Linked DNA regions of Ovis aries: regions 1 and 3 are each linked to region 2. Evidence: chromatin contacts called from public Hi-C data. All regions are on one chromosome and are shown on one strand. The core of a region is the stretch at or near the end of the contact, and the rest is flanking DNA. Distances in the headings are between cores, read along the strand shown. Region 1 overlaps ATXN7L1 (ataxin 7 like 1). Region 2 holds the start of ATXN7L1 (ataxin 7 like 1). Region 3 has its middle 65 kb from the start of SYPL1.

Region 1 (4,180 bases), core at 407-2,906, 230 kb after region 2:
GATATTGGAGAATAAGCTACATGAGTTTTATAACAATCCCAGTTTGTGCATTTAAAATTTTTTAAACTTTGGTGAAACACACATAACAAAATTTCCCATCTTAACCATGTTTAATGTATAGTTCAGGGGTGTTAAGTGTAAAAAGGCTTGCAGAACTGCCACTTAGTACCCACTAAACAACAGCTCCCCTGCAACTACCATCCTGCTTTCAGTCTCCATGAACCTGAGCTCTAGGCGCCTTGTACAGTTGGAATCATGGAGTTAGTAATCTTTTTGACTTGCTTATTTCATTTAGCATACTGTCATCAACCTTCACCCACGTGTCAGAATTTCCTTCCTTTCTAAGGCTGAATAGCATTCCGCTCTATGTATCTACCGCATTTTGTTTATCCATTCATCCATCAGTGGACATTAAGGTTGCTTCCACCTTTTGGCCATTATGAATAATGCTGCCTAGATCATGGTGTACAAATTCCTCTTCACCACCTTGCTTTCTGTAATTTGTACCTTTGAAGGAACGAGCCTGGAAGAATTTAGTATCCCATAGCATTGCGTATTTTACCATTTAGAAGAAGTCAGGTGCAACCCTAATTTCACCAGGCAATCTCTTTTGCAGCTTCTTAGTGTGTTGACTTTTCAAGGGCTTCTTGTGCTGTTCTTCAGCCATAGGATGAGTGCTTTGAGAATTGCCATTAACTAGAAAGTGGTGGCAGTGTAGCTTTATCTCAGTGATTGAGACACTGATCAAAGACAGAACTGTCAGTAACTTGGTATCTTACTTAAAACTGCTATTGCAGTTTCCCGTTACGTGGGGCTTGAGGTCCCACCCCATACTTCCCCAGGCCAAGAAACCGCATGGTCTTGGGGTGAAGTCTGAGGTTTGGGGGCAGTGTGCTCCACCACTGAGTGCCTTCTCACTGGCAAAGGCCTATAAATAACATCCGGGATCCTGTTTCAAAGTCAGGAAAGGGGCAAGGGCTAGCAACAACAACAAGGGCTGAGGGGGTTGCTGAAATAATTTCATGAACAAATTGATCAAAGAAATGATCTGTGAATGCATCTTGGAGAAGGGAGAACCAGCCAGCCGTGAGGACAGATAAAACTCCTCCCCTGCAAAACCGGCATGTCTTTCATGCCCTTCATTGTCTGCAGGCATGTCTGAGCCCTAGTTTAGCCCATTTGGCATTCAGAGAGCTAAGTCGGCTACACTCTCAGCTCAGAGATGACTTGAGGGTGCTGAAGTGTTTGCATTCCACCCTCCTGCAAGGAGGAAAGGGAATCTAGTTCAAGAACCAAAGCAAAGCTTACTCATCTCGTCTCATCCTTTCAGACCCGGAGATGGAGTCCTCCACCGCCCCCTAGACACAGGGTCTTCCAGCGTGAAATGCACAGAAATCAAATGCATATCCATTACAGGAGAAATGGCAGGGAGGCAGGGCTAGAGTGACAGATTCTAAAGAGCAAACATATACCTTTGTGCTCTGTCTTCTTAAGATTCATCCTCTCACCTGCCAGCCTTGAGAACTGCCTATTTACATAACTAGCTGCCTAAAATGGAATATTAGATAATGTTCTATGGCAGCCCATCCCTGGGACATGAGTGATCCAGGAGTCCTCTGACAGCACGGAGCATGGCCCGCTGGCCCACAGCCCTGCCTCCATGTACTGTGAGCCTGTCAGCACTCCGAGCTGAGCAGATGTCAGGCCCGGTCGCCCGGGTGGGAGACTAGCCGAGCAGCGGGGGAGGGGGCGTGATTCAGCACGCGGCTCCATGGCACACTGTCTTCAGGGACAGACTGTACTGCTTCTTGAGCTTCACAGCAGGCACCCTGTTCTGCCCAAGGTGCTGTCTTGGAGACTGCTGACAAAGGGGACTGAGGAATGGGGGAGCGACAGGATCTATGGGGACAACTGATCCAGGAGGTAATCAGTCAGCACTGATGCCATCCCTGGCACCATGCCAACTTCACATCGCTGTCAGTCTTTTCTGAGGCATGCATCTCTCTCCCATCAAAACTGGAATCCTGCTGCTCGCTTATAGGAGGAGTATAAATAAGTGATAAGGAAGTGTCCTGATAACGATAAGCAGGGATATCTTCTCAGCAGACCAGATGTATCAAAGAAGGCAATTGTGTGTGTGTTTGTTCATTTATTTTTCAGTGTTCCGGTTCCCGTAGTCAGTTTAGAGAAAATTCCTAACCTAGTGAAGGCAGATGGTGCCAATGTCAAAATGAACTCTACAGCCACTCCTGCGGTCCCCTCCTGCTCCACCTCATCCTCTGCCGTCTCCACCCCACCTGTCATTAAGCCGGTCTTGATGTCCAAGTCAGTGCCACCTTCCCCAGAGAAGATCTTAAATGGCAAAGGAATTTTGTCTACCACCATAGACAAGAAACACCAAAACGGCACCAAAAACAACAACAAGCCTTACAGGAGACTTTCAGGTACGTGTCTGTGTTCTTTGAGTCTGGCTCATGATCAGACTACAGCTGAGTTGCGTCCAGAACTAGGGAGTGATGTGATCTTATAATTGAACAGGTCTGTTTCATTTTAAGGGGAACACGGAGTTTACCTACAAACAGGAACTCCCATCTCAAAATGCAGGGGAGAACTGATTCTCTTAATCCCGGGCTAGATTGATGATGGCTGGGCTGAGTTAGCTCAGCACTTAGTAGGAGTTATCCTGGTTTTCCCAAGGCAGGGAGCTCTGCACCCCCACAGCACTCTGTGGATTCGGAGGGCTTTGTCCTTGCTCTGACAGGATAAATCGCCCCTAGATTCTGAAAAGTCTCAGGGCTGCAGACTTGGACAGCCCACTGTGATATCTCCCGGTAGCTCAGGGCAGGCTTGGGGCAGTCGCATTGGTGCTGACTGCCCATCTCCATCCTTTGGTCTCACTGGTTTCCGGGTTCATTCTGTGGTCTGGGGCTACAGATCCCTTTCCCACATAAGCAGACTGGAATTCCCACTTGGGAACACTTAGACTGGCATAGCAGATGGATGCTGAGGGGTCTCTCTGCAATCTACTTGGTTGTCAGAGTAGGCACTCTGGAGGTACCCAGAAAGGTGCACATGGCCAGTCCTTAAGTCAGTGGTTGGCCCTTGGGTCCCCCAAGTGGATGGTATTTGCTTTGGGTTTGTTGTGAAAGGAAATCTGGCAGTTTTACTTTCTCCAAAAGATCAAGAAAAGCTATAAATTTTATAACTTCTTCACACACCCTGGCCATTTATTAGTTGTTAACCAGAAGAAAGAAAAATATAGTTGACCCTTGAGCAAGGCAGGGATTAGGGGTGCCAGCCCTCCATGCAGTTGAAAATCCCCATATGATTTCTAGCAGGTCTTCTGTGTATGTGGTTCCTCTGTATTCACAGGTTCAACCAACCTCCAGTCGTGTAGTACTGCAGTATATACTACTGAAAAATATCCATGCACAGTCCAAACCCAAGTTATTCAAGGGTCCACCATACAGAGAAAACTGCCCTGTGAGAGAGAAGCTGTGTCCCCTGGCATGAACATAATTCCTAAGTGCCCCCAAGAATTGTGGGTCATTTTTATTTTTTACTTTGTATTTATCCGTATTTCAGGTTTTCTTTTATGTCTGTAACTTTTAAAAAGTTTAGGTCTGAAAAGTACCTTGCGCCCAAAGCATTCAAATGACACAGTTATATTACCCTGAAAATCTCTCCATGCCCTGTTCACCCACTGTCCCACAAGAAAGGCAGAGCCTGGCACTGTCTTTGAGGGTGGGGGCCTCTCTGTGTGGACAGAGCCCCTTGCACCCAGCTCTCTTCCTGCAGAGAAAGGTCACTGTCACTCTGCAGAGGAGGTAACATCCCTGAACGAGCTGCTGGATCTGTCTGGGCGCAGTGAGGCTGGGCTCCCTCGTCCTGGCAGAAGCATGACTGTGGCTTTCAGCCAGCACCTTAATCTGAAGTTGTTTGGGGATTTTTTGTGTGTGTTTGTTGGTTTTGCATTTTTTGGTGGTTTTGTCTCATTGGGTCTTTTGCTTATTTCTCTCTCGCTTTCACATTTGGCAGCCAGCTCCTGCCCCCAGCCAAACAACCTGTTCAGTTCCAGGCCAACACGAGTGCTGGTGTGGATCTGGGCACAGGGCTGACTCCACCAGGCCCAAGGGAAGGAACTCGCACCAGGCGGCCTGGGGCCTGGCGCCCAGACCCT
Region 2 (4,274 bases), core at 1,674-4,173:
ATCTCAAGGCTTGACTGCAAAAGGATACACTTCCAGACTCACGTGGCTGTTGACAGGATTCAGCACCTCACAGCCTACTGAACAAAGAGCCTCAGTTCTTCACGGACTGTTGGCCAGAGGCTTCCTCTGTTCCCTGCCACACCCACCTCTCCAATGGGTACCTCACAACATGGCTGTGGCCTTCCCTAAGAGCAAGTCAATGAGAACAAGAGTGAGCGAGCCAGAAGCCACAGTCTTTTTGTAACCTAACCTCTGAAGGAACATCACTCTGCCACATTCTGTTGGTTAGAAACAAGTCACTAGGTCCAGCCCACACAGTAGGACACGCACATGAAGATGTGGGCATCATTGGGGTCATCCGAGAGGCTGTCTACCACCTTTGCATATACCTTTACATACACAATGAGGAATAAACACCAAAATGGAAAGAATATTGGAAAGCTGTAGGGGCAGAGGAAAATGTTCCGAGATCTCATTACTTCTACCTCTGAGCTCTCTCTCTCTCTCCCTTTCCCCAAATCCAGTCATGCAGCACATCCTCGGATGAGGCCCCTTACTTCACAGTGTCTCTCACACCTGCCCTCTCTTCTCCATATGCAAGGGATCACCAAAGTTCAGGCTTTCATTTCTTCCACCATAAATAGTGCATCACCACTTTTCTCACCAGCGTCTCTAGTCCAATACATCCTGGATATCAAGGCCAGAAAGTAATCTTTCGAAGTCATACTTTCTATTTATCCTTTTACTACAGAAAGCCCTTTAGTGGCTCCCCATTGTCAACAAAACCCAAATTCTTTAGGCTGCCATAAGATGACTTTCATAATTTGACCCAAGTCTGACTACAAACTTATCACTCCCAAATCCCAAATAATAATCCATCATCCCAGGTAAACCACACTCAACACCAAAACATACCACAGTTGCTCAGCTTGAAGCCTCTGCTGACACCATTACTCCCCCTTCCCTTGGCAAGACCAATCTTCACCTTACCATTATAAATCCTCTCCCATTTCCAAAGTGCAGAGCAGAGTAGTTTCCTCTGTGCCTAATCTTCTCTGTGACACATTTTCTGATCACTCCAAACTAGAGTTCAGTTCCTCCCACAGACAGGTACCGCTCTGAGAGGCCACACCACTCACTGACCTGGCCAGTCACTGTGTACATGGCTTGTTTTTCCAAGAAGCTGGTAAGTTTCACACCTTCCTTCTTCCACAGAGACCATCAGTTTGCATCATCACCAGAACTAGCCTGGGTCTCACTTGTCCTTCTCTGCTCGGGATGGTAGTCCATGACAAGCAATAATTATTGAAAAGATGTATGGATGGATGGAAATGTTGAGCACGGTGTCTGACATATGAGATCAGTAAGTAAAAAAAAAATATCTACTAACACTCTCAGTCCTTCAAATGAGAATCTCCACTCCGTGACACCTTAGCCATTTAGCGGTTCCTATGTAGGAACACTTCCAAAGAGAGCAAAGGCAAATGAAATTTATTCGGGTCTGACCAAAAACAAGCCCATTCACACAAACATCACAACTGAAGATCAACCGGAAGCTCCTCCTTCATCGCCCATCCTGATCCTGGCTTTGACGTACAGGATGCCAAGTGCAGGGACATTAGATGACAGAGCCAGAGCAGACTTCATGACAAAGAAACTTCAAATCCCTGAGCTTCAGTCACGGGGCAGAAATAGTCTGTGAGAACTAAAAGGGTGCCGGGGGAAAAGAGGGAAATATGTCGATTGTGGGGTAGAGTCTATATATTTTAGGTAATTCCCAGAAAATGAAAAAAAATTTTTTTAATGAGAGATACCAGAAAACCTTTTAACACCTTTGCTGCCAACCCCTGGGGGAGGAGGGAGGAAGTGGTGGGAATCTCAATGAAAGCATCAAATGTCCAAAATCCAGAAGAAATTTAACGCTTCCTCTCTATTAATAGCTGGCCAGAGCAGTTAAGCCTCAAGTGAATTCTCCCAAGAATCAGATCCCTGATTGCCTGCGCTAATCCAGGCGACCCTCATCTCAAAGGAGGAAGCGCTGGAAACGGCTCCAGGGGCTTGGTCCGCTAAGCAGCATCTTCGGAGAGTGGGTGAGTCCGCACTCCCACTACCGTGGATGTGGAGCAAAGTGTGCACAGTGGTTCTCTGAGAGACGGAGACTCGCATTGCGGGGCCCCGAGTTTTGAGCTTTGCAACGCCCCGCAGCCTGAGATGGGAAGGCAGCTCCTCTAGCTCCAAACTCACCTGTTTTTTAGAACCACTTCCATATACCCATTGCTCTCAGCTCCCAAAAGGCATCCGCAGAATCCTCCACCACCCAAGGTCCACCGAGCAAGAGAAGAAAAGGTGGAGGGAGTGGTGGCTGGGAGGAGAGGTCACCGGGGTCTCCTCCCTTGAGGTGGTCGTCGGGGAAGGGGCGTTGCTCGGCCCCTCTCCACTAAGCCGCAGGGATCCTCTCGGGGGCGCCTCACCGTGGGCGACAGGACTGGCGAGGGCAGGGCGCGCTGGAAGGGCCGCACGCAAAAACTTTCCGTCCTGGAGCGCAACTCTGCGGGGAAGACCACCCCTCCCACGGCCCCAGGTCGCGCCTCTCCCAGGTCGCCCTCAACCCCCTCTCGCATGTCTGGCCCCTAGGACCCGGGCTAGCGGGCGCCGGATGCCGGCGGAGCCGCAGCATCCTCACGCCCCGCGCTGCATCCTCTGGTCCCAGCGCTCAGCCCCGCCCCCGGCGGCGGGCGTGCTGGCGGCAGGCGTGCAGGCGCCGGGCCTCGGGGCGCCTCTCTGCTGCCCCTGGCGGCCGCGGATGCCGAGAGCCGAGCCGAGCCCGGCAGGGCGCTGAACGCCGGCTCCTCCTCCTTGCTCTCTCCTCCTCCTCCGCCTCCCTCCTCCCATCCCTCCCTCCCTCCCTCCCCCTTTCAGAACACTCAATGTCGGAACGTTCCGAAGATGACGTCGGAGCGTTCTCGAATCCCGTGTCTCTCGGCTGCTGCTGCCGAAGGAACAGGGAAAAAGCAACAAGAAGGAAGAGCAATGGCGACACTGGATCGCAAAGTGCCCAGTCCGGAGGCGTTTCTGGGCAAACCCTGGTCCTCCTGGATCGACGCCGCCAAATTACACTGCTCCGACAGTAAGAACCCCACCGCCTCCTCCTCCTTTTATTACCCTGTAACCTTTCCATTCACCTAGAGCCACTGGGAAAAAGTGTGTGTGTGGAGAGAGAGTGGCCCCCGGTGTCCTCCATGCTTCTCCCTCTCTCTAAATAAATACACACAGAGACAGATCATCAGTGCACAGAGAGAGGCCCTGCTGCCAGGGCTGTCTGTCTGTCTGTCTGTCTGTGCCCTCTCCCCGTGGCAGCCCGCGGGGTGGGCTTTCACAGCCCCACGGTGTATCCGTTTAAAAGGCTACTCTGTTGCTGCTTGCATAGTTTTTTTTTTTTTTTTGGTACCTATATGGGCCAGGTAGATGGAAATCCGGACTTGGGAGAAAATGTTGCATTGTCAATTTTTGAAAGATTTTCATATCCAGTATTTATATCGATCTGTTTGCAAATAAACACTCTCCCTTCCCCCCTTGACTTTGCCTCCCCCCCTTTTTTTTCTCTTTTTTTCCTTATTTTCTTTTTTCCTTTTCTTTTTCATCTGCAGATGTAGATTTAGAAGAGGCTGGAAAAGAGGGTGGAAAAAGCAGGGAGGTTATGAGGCTTAATAAAGAAGGTAAGTGGAGCTACTGGCATTTTAGTGTTAGCATGTGTGGCAGAATCTTCACAGGATTTCGACTATAATGTGAATTGTTCTGCTGGGTACAGAGTGACTAAGGCTTGTCAAAAATTGAGCACGCCCAGGTGACTACTGCTTCATGGTAACTTCTTTCAAAGTACAAATGCAACTGGGGGGTAGAGGGGTCGAGACTATTGAAGGCAGAAGTTTCCTGCACTTCAGCTGGAGTCCACATTTGGACCTTCTGATACATATCTGCTATTCGCCTTTGGAGCATTATTGCCAAATGGTGGGGGGTGGAAATTGTTGAAATGAGGAGCAGGGCTCCACTCACAAGTATCCCAGCCTTCCTTGTGGGTAAATACACAACAGTTTAATGAACCCCACGTGGTCAGTCATCCCAGCAGCTACTTCTCCACTAAAAACCGTGGTACATGGCAAACCTTTGCAGCAAGTTACATTTGGCCCACTTTACATTTGGTCACAGATTCTAATGTGGTGAGCAGGGGCATCTGTGTATATAGCCTTCAGCCGGTCACCCCTCTCTGTTTCCCC
Region 3 (4,119 bases), core at 760-3,259, 160 kb before region 2:
TGTCTTTGCTTTTTAATAGGCTATCTAGGTTTGTCATAGCTTTTCTTCCAAGGAGCTTATAATTTCATGGCTTCAGTCACCACCTGCAGTGATTTTGGAGCCCAAGAAAATAAAGTCTGTCACTGTTTCCATTGTTTCCCCATGTATTTGCCATGAAGTGATGGGACCGGAGGCCATGATCTTATTTTTTTGTATGTTGAGTTTTAAGCCAGATTTTTCAGTCTCTTCTTTCACCTTCATTAAGAGGCTCTTTTGGTCCTCTTCACTTTCTGCCATAAGGGTAGTGTCATCTGCATATCTGAGGTTATTGATATTTCTCCTGGCAGTCTTGATTCCAGCTTGTCCTTCATCCAGCCTGCCATTTCACATGATGTACGCTGGATATAAGTTAAATAAGCAGGGTGACAATATACAGCCTTGATGTACTCCTTTCCCAATTTGAACCAGTCATTGTTCTATGTCCAGTTCTACCTGTTGCTTCTTGACCTTCATACAGGTTTCTCAGGAGGCAGGTAAGGTGGTCTGGTATTCCCATCTTTTTAAGAATATTCCACAGTTTGTTGCGATCCATGTAGTCAAAGGCTTTAGCATAGTCAGTGAAGCAGAAGTAGATGTTTTTTCTGGAATTCTCTTGCTTTTTCTATGACTCAACAGATGTTGGCAATTTGATCTTTGGTTCCTCTGCCTTTTCTAAATCCAGCTTAAACATCTGAAATTTTTGGTTCACATACTGTTGAAGCCTAGGTTGGAGAATTTTGAGCATTGTTTTGCTAGCATGTCAAATGAGTGCAATTGTACAGTACTTTGATTATTCTTAGGTATTGCCCTTCTTTGGGATTTGAATGGAAACTGACATTTTCCAGTCCTGTGGCCACTGCTGAGTTTTCCAAATTTGCTGGCATATTGAGTGCAGCACTTTCACAGCATCATCTTTTAGGGTTTGAAATAGCTTATTTTCCCAGGGCCATGAGCTCACCTGAAGACAGGGCCATCTAGTTATCTCAAAGACTTCAGAAAAATCCAAGCAACCCTGTAGAATTGTCCATTTCTGGGAGACTAAGAGTCATAAAGCAGGCAGTGATATGCTGGGTGTTGAGGTTAAGCAAGGCTGGGCTTGTCAGAGAGACAGATGAAGAGGACTATCTCAGGAGCATCACCCTAAGCAGCCACAACTCCTTCCCTTGTGTGGTCACCACTCAAAGAAATTCCTCCCCACGGCTCCTTGGAGACTCCTGCCCTTTGGCTTTGTGCCTCCAGGCTTGTGATGGCATTAAAAGTGCTGCTCCTTGTCACTAGGCTCTTGTGGTTCTAAGTGTGGTGGAGGTAGCTCTGAGGAGTGACTAGATCCCTCATCCTGTGGTCCTGCCACATGGGTCCTATCTGAATTCCTGCCCTCAGAAACTGGATTTGAGGAAATCCCATAACATGAGTTAAGGAAAACTGGGGAGAGGGAAAGGTCAAGAAGCCAAAGGAGAGCCCCAAGACACAGGCAGACATTGTCACATTCCCCCATCCTGTTATCATTCCTGGTATCAGGGTGAATGGGCTCACAGGGTTCACCAAGTCACTGAAGGAAGACACATGCTCCTGGGCTCCAGGCAGAGGAGATGTGCAGGCATTACCCGGAGCGTTGTGATGCCTCCTGGGAGGCGGTGGTAGAGAGGAAGCCTCAGTCTGCATGAACATGAGCTTGGGTGTAGCCCCTCCTGCTGGGAGAGGAGGCTTGGTACCAGCTAGCTGACTAACGCCATAATGCAGGGAGAGCTTCCAGGGACTCATTCCAGGGCTCCCGCCCTTTGCACTGTGACCTGCGGGCAGCTGCACACTCATTAGCATTCATGTCTGCCTCTGGCACAGCCCACTGAACACCAGCCAGCTGGCTGAGACCCTTCGTGTGCAAAGAGTCTGTGTCGTGCAAGAGTTCAGATAGTCTTGCGTGTGTACTGATGGCCTCAGCTGTAACTGCCGTTCACACCAAGAGCTGAGACTCTGTGACTGGACTCACGCCAGTCTTTGCAATGTGCACTTGGAGTAGACCGGGAGAAGCCAGAGCAGGAGACAGAGCAGCTTTCCCTTGCTGCTCTCACAGAGATTTGGTTGTGACATTTCATTCTGTGTTGTTCTATCATTTTATTTTCTTGAGGTGAAACAAACATCTGGTGCACAGATCTTCATACATTTTAAATGCCTCTCCCAGCCTCTGCACTGTAGTAACGCCGCCCCTTTCCTTCCCGCATGTTCATTTGAATATGAACTTAATGGACGCTAAATAAGTCAGCAGAGTTGCTGTTTTTCATGCGGTTGAGCAGATGTGTTTCTGAGGAAATGTGCTTGTATGGGCAACCTCAGCCTCTCCACCCAGACAGACCGCAGGCACAGCCAGCCTCTGGCACCCAGGAGAGTGCTCCAGCCACCTATCTGAGGGAATTGAAAGTGTAAATGGCACCCAGCCCTCTCTGTAAAGTTTCCTCCTCCCCCCACCCTCTCCCTTCCTCTGTATGCTAAGGACCCTGGGGTTCTTCAGTAAAGAAGGGACGCCCCTGCCCTCGAGTGGTACCGACCAGTCCAGTGCTGAAAAAATCATCTGTCCTCAACAGAAGTGATGGATTAAAAGCAGGGATTGATCTTTCAAGTTCCACCCTAAGTTCCAGCACTTTAGGAGATTCCTGGAAAAGCAGGACAGGCTAGGGAATGCTCCGGGTTGACTCATCCTCGGGTTGAAAAATTCTCGCCTAAAGTCTGACATTCCGTGTCTAAGACTTGAGAAGACTCGTGGAGGTTCTTGAGGGCAGCTAAAAGCTGGAGCAATCAGCTGGGCTGGCTTTGTCCCCTCTCCCCTACAAAGGACTGTTGCTGAAGCTGTGTTGTGATGGACCCTGGTGTGTGTGTGTGTGTGTGTGTGTGTGTGTGTGTGTGTGTGTGTCTGTGTGTCTGTGTGTTTTGCTCAGTTGTATCTGACTCTTTGAAACCCCATGGACTATAGCCTTCCAGGCTCCTCTGTTCATGGGATTTTTTCAGGCAACAATATTGGAGTGGGTTACCATTTTCCTCCTCCAGGGAATCTTCCCGACCCAGGGATAGAACCCACATCTCCTTCACTCCTGAATTGCAGGCAGATTCTTTACCCGCTGAGCAGTCAGGGAAGCCACATGCAACCTGGGCTCAGGCACAAAGCAGCCACAAGCTGGGCATGGGCTTTCCGGGTGTCTGTCTTCCCAGTCAGGCAAGGGTTCCCAGCATCAGGTGCAGCTGGATGTGGGAGAGAGACAGAGCTCCCAGACTGAGCCTGGCCCTGCTTGCTGTAGTCACCTAGCCCTCTCTGGACTTTCCTCTCCTCATCTACATGGCAAAGGGGTTGAAGCAGCTGACCTCAAAGCTATTCACAGATTTAAAACTCCACAGGGAATTTTCTCTCCTCTAAACTCTTCCCCCCACCCTAGAATTGTTCTGTGACTGGCCCGAGGGGCATCAAAGCCCTGCAAACTGCAAAGCGCTGGACACACCAGCCTTTCCAGGGACGATGATTCTGGGAGCCCTGTTTGGTCCAGAAATCCTCCCAGATACTGTTCTTAATGGATTTGCCAGACTCTAAGATCAGCGATTTAACAAAAGCCTGGCTGAGCCCGGATTAGGTTTCTGGGAGCCAGGACCCGGGGGCCTGTCCGGTTGAGCCACTTTCTCAGAGCCACGTGACTCTCACAGACCAGGAGGCAGGCGAGGTGGGGGCCCCTCCCCCATGTCTGTCCCCTGCTCTGAAGTCCTGTGCACAGTGACATCGAGCAGCAGTGCACCTAAAAGGAACCCCCAACTGAAGAGTGGTGGGTCACTCACGCCACCGGTGGTCAACACACTTCCCGCACAGTGAGGGGCCCCAGTCCAGACTGGCAGGTTCCAAGTTGGCTGTCACGTTTGGCCATCTTCTATGGAACCCATGATATTGCCCCCAGGGAGGCAGGAGAAACAGAGCTGTGAGGAGAACCCTGTAGTGGCTGCTATGATGTATGATGTTTCTGCCACCTTTACCTAGAAGAGCTTCAAAGTGCAGACAGCCCCAGAAGGTTTCTAGGGGAAGTTCTGGTGTCTCCTTGGAAAATCCCACTTAGCTGGAAAAACAAAAAA

The links. Hi-C and Micro-C count contacts between places; a contact is called where the count stands out from the background.
Region 1: a Hi-C map of muscle shows a contact between it and region 2, with 4 times the contacts expected there. The contact joins the enhancer-like site here to the promoter of ATXN7L1 in region 2. A contact is called at or near these places in 3 of 16 Hi-C or Micro-C datasets (muscle, skin fibroblasts and tail adipose tissue).
Region 3: a contact with region 2 is called in a Hi-C map of blood, with 2.2 times the contacts expected there. The contact joins the enhancer-like site here to the promoter of ATXN7L1 in region 2. A contact is called at or near these places in 5 of 16 Hi-C or Micro-C datasets (blood, hypothalamus, muscle and 2 more).

Annotation. Positions count from the first base shown.
Region 1 is chr4:48,237,072-48,241,251 of ARS-UI_Ramb_v3.0, reverse strand. It overlaps ATXN7L1 (ataxin 7 like 1), which reads left to right. Exons shown (of 11, transcript XM_060415001.1): 4 at 2,161-2,444. Among named protein-coding and RNA genes, the nearest start is that of EFCAB10, 47 kb to the right of the region's middle. Within about 2 kb of position 1,656, at least 12 of the 54 cell types and tissues checked have an H3K27ac peak or open chromatin away from gene starts, as enhancers often do. A contact at or near this core is called in muscle, where this site is marked.
Region 2 is chr4:48,466,716-48,470,989 of ARS-UI_Ramb_v3.0, reverse strand. ATXN7L1 (ataxin 7 like 1) reads left to right here and starts at 2,923. Exons shown (of 11, transcript XM_060415001.1): 1 at 2,923-3,127; 2 at 3,648-3,716. The coding sequence starts at 2,947. LOC132659732 (a long non-coding RNA gene) reads right to left here and starts at 2,730. Exons shown (of 2, transcript XR_009600478.1): 1 at 1-2,730.
Region 3 is chr4:48,626,306-48,630,424 of ARS-UI_Ramb_v3.0, reverse strand. No RefSeq gene overlaps it. Among named protein-coding and RNA genes, the nearest start is that of SYPL1, 65 kb to the left of the region's middle. Within about 2 kb of position 2,009, at least 16 of the 54 cell types and tissues checked have an H3K27ac peak or open chromatin away from gene starts, as enhancers often do. A contact at or near this core is called in hypothalamus, where this site is marked.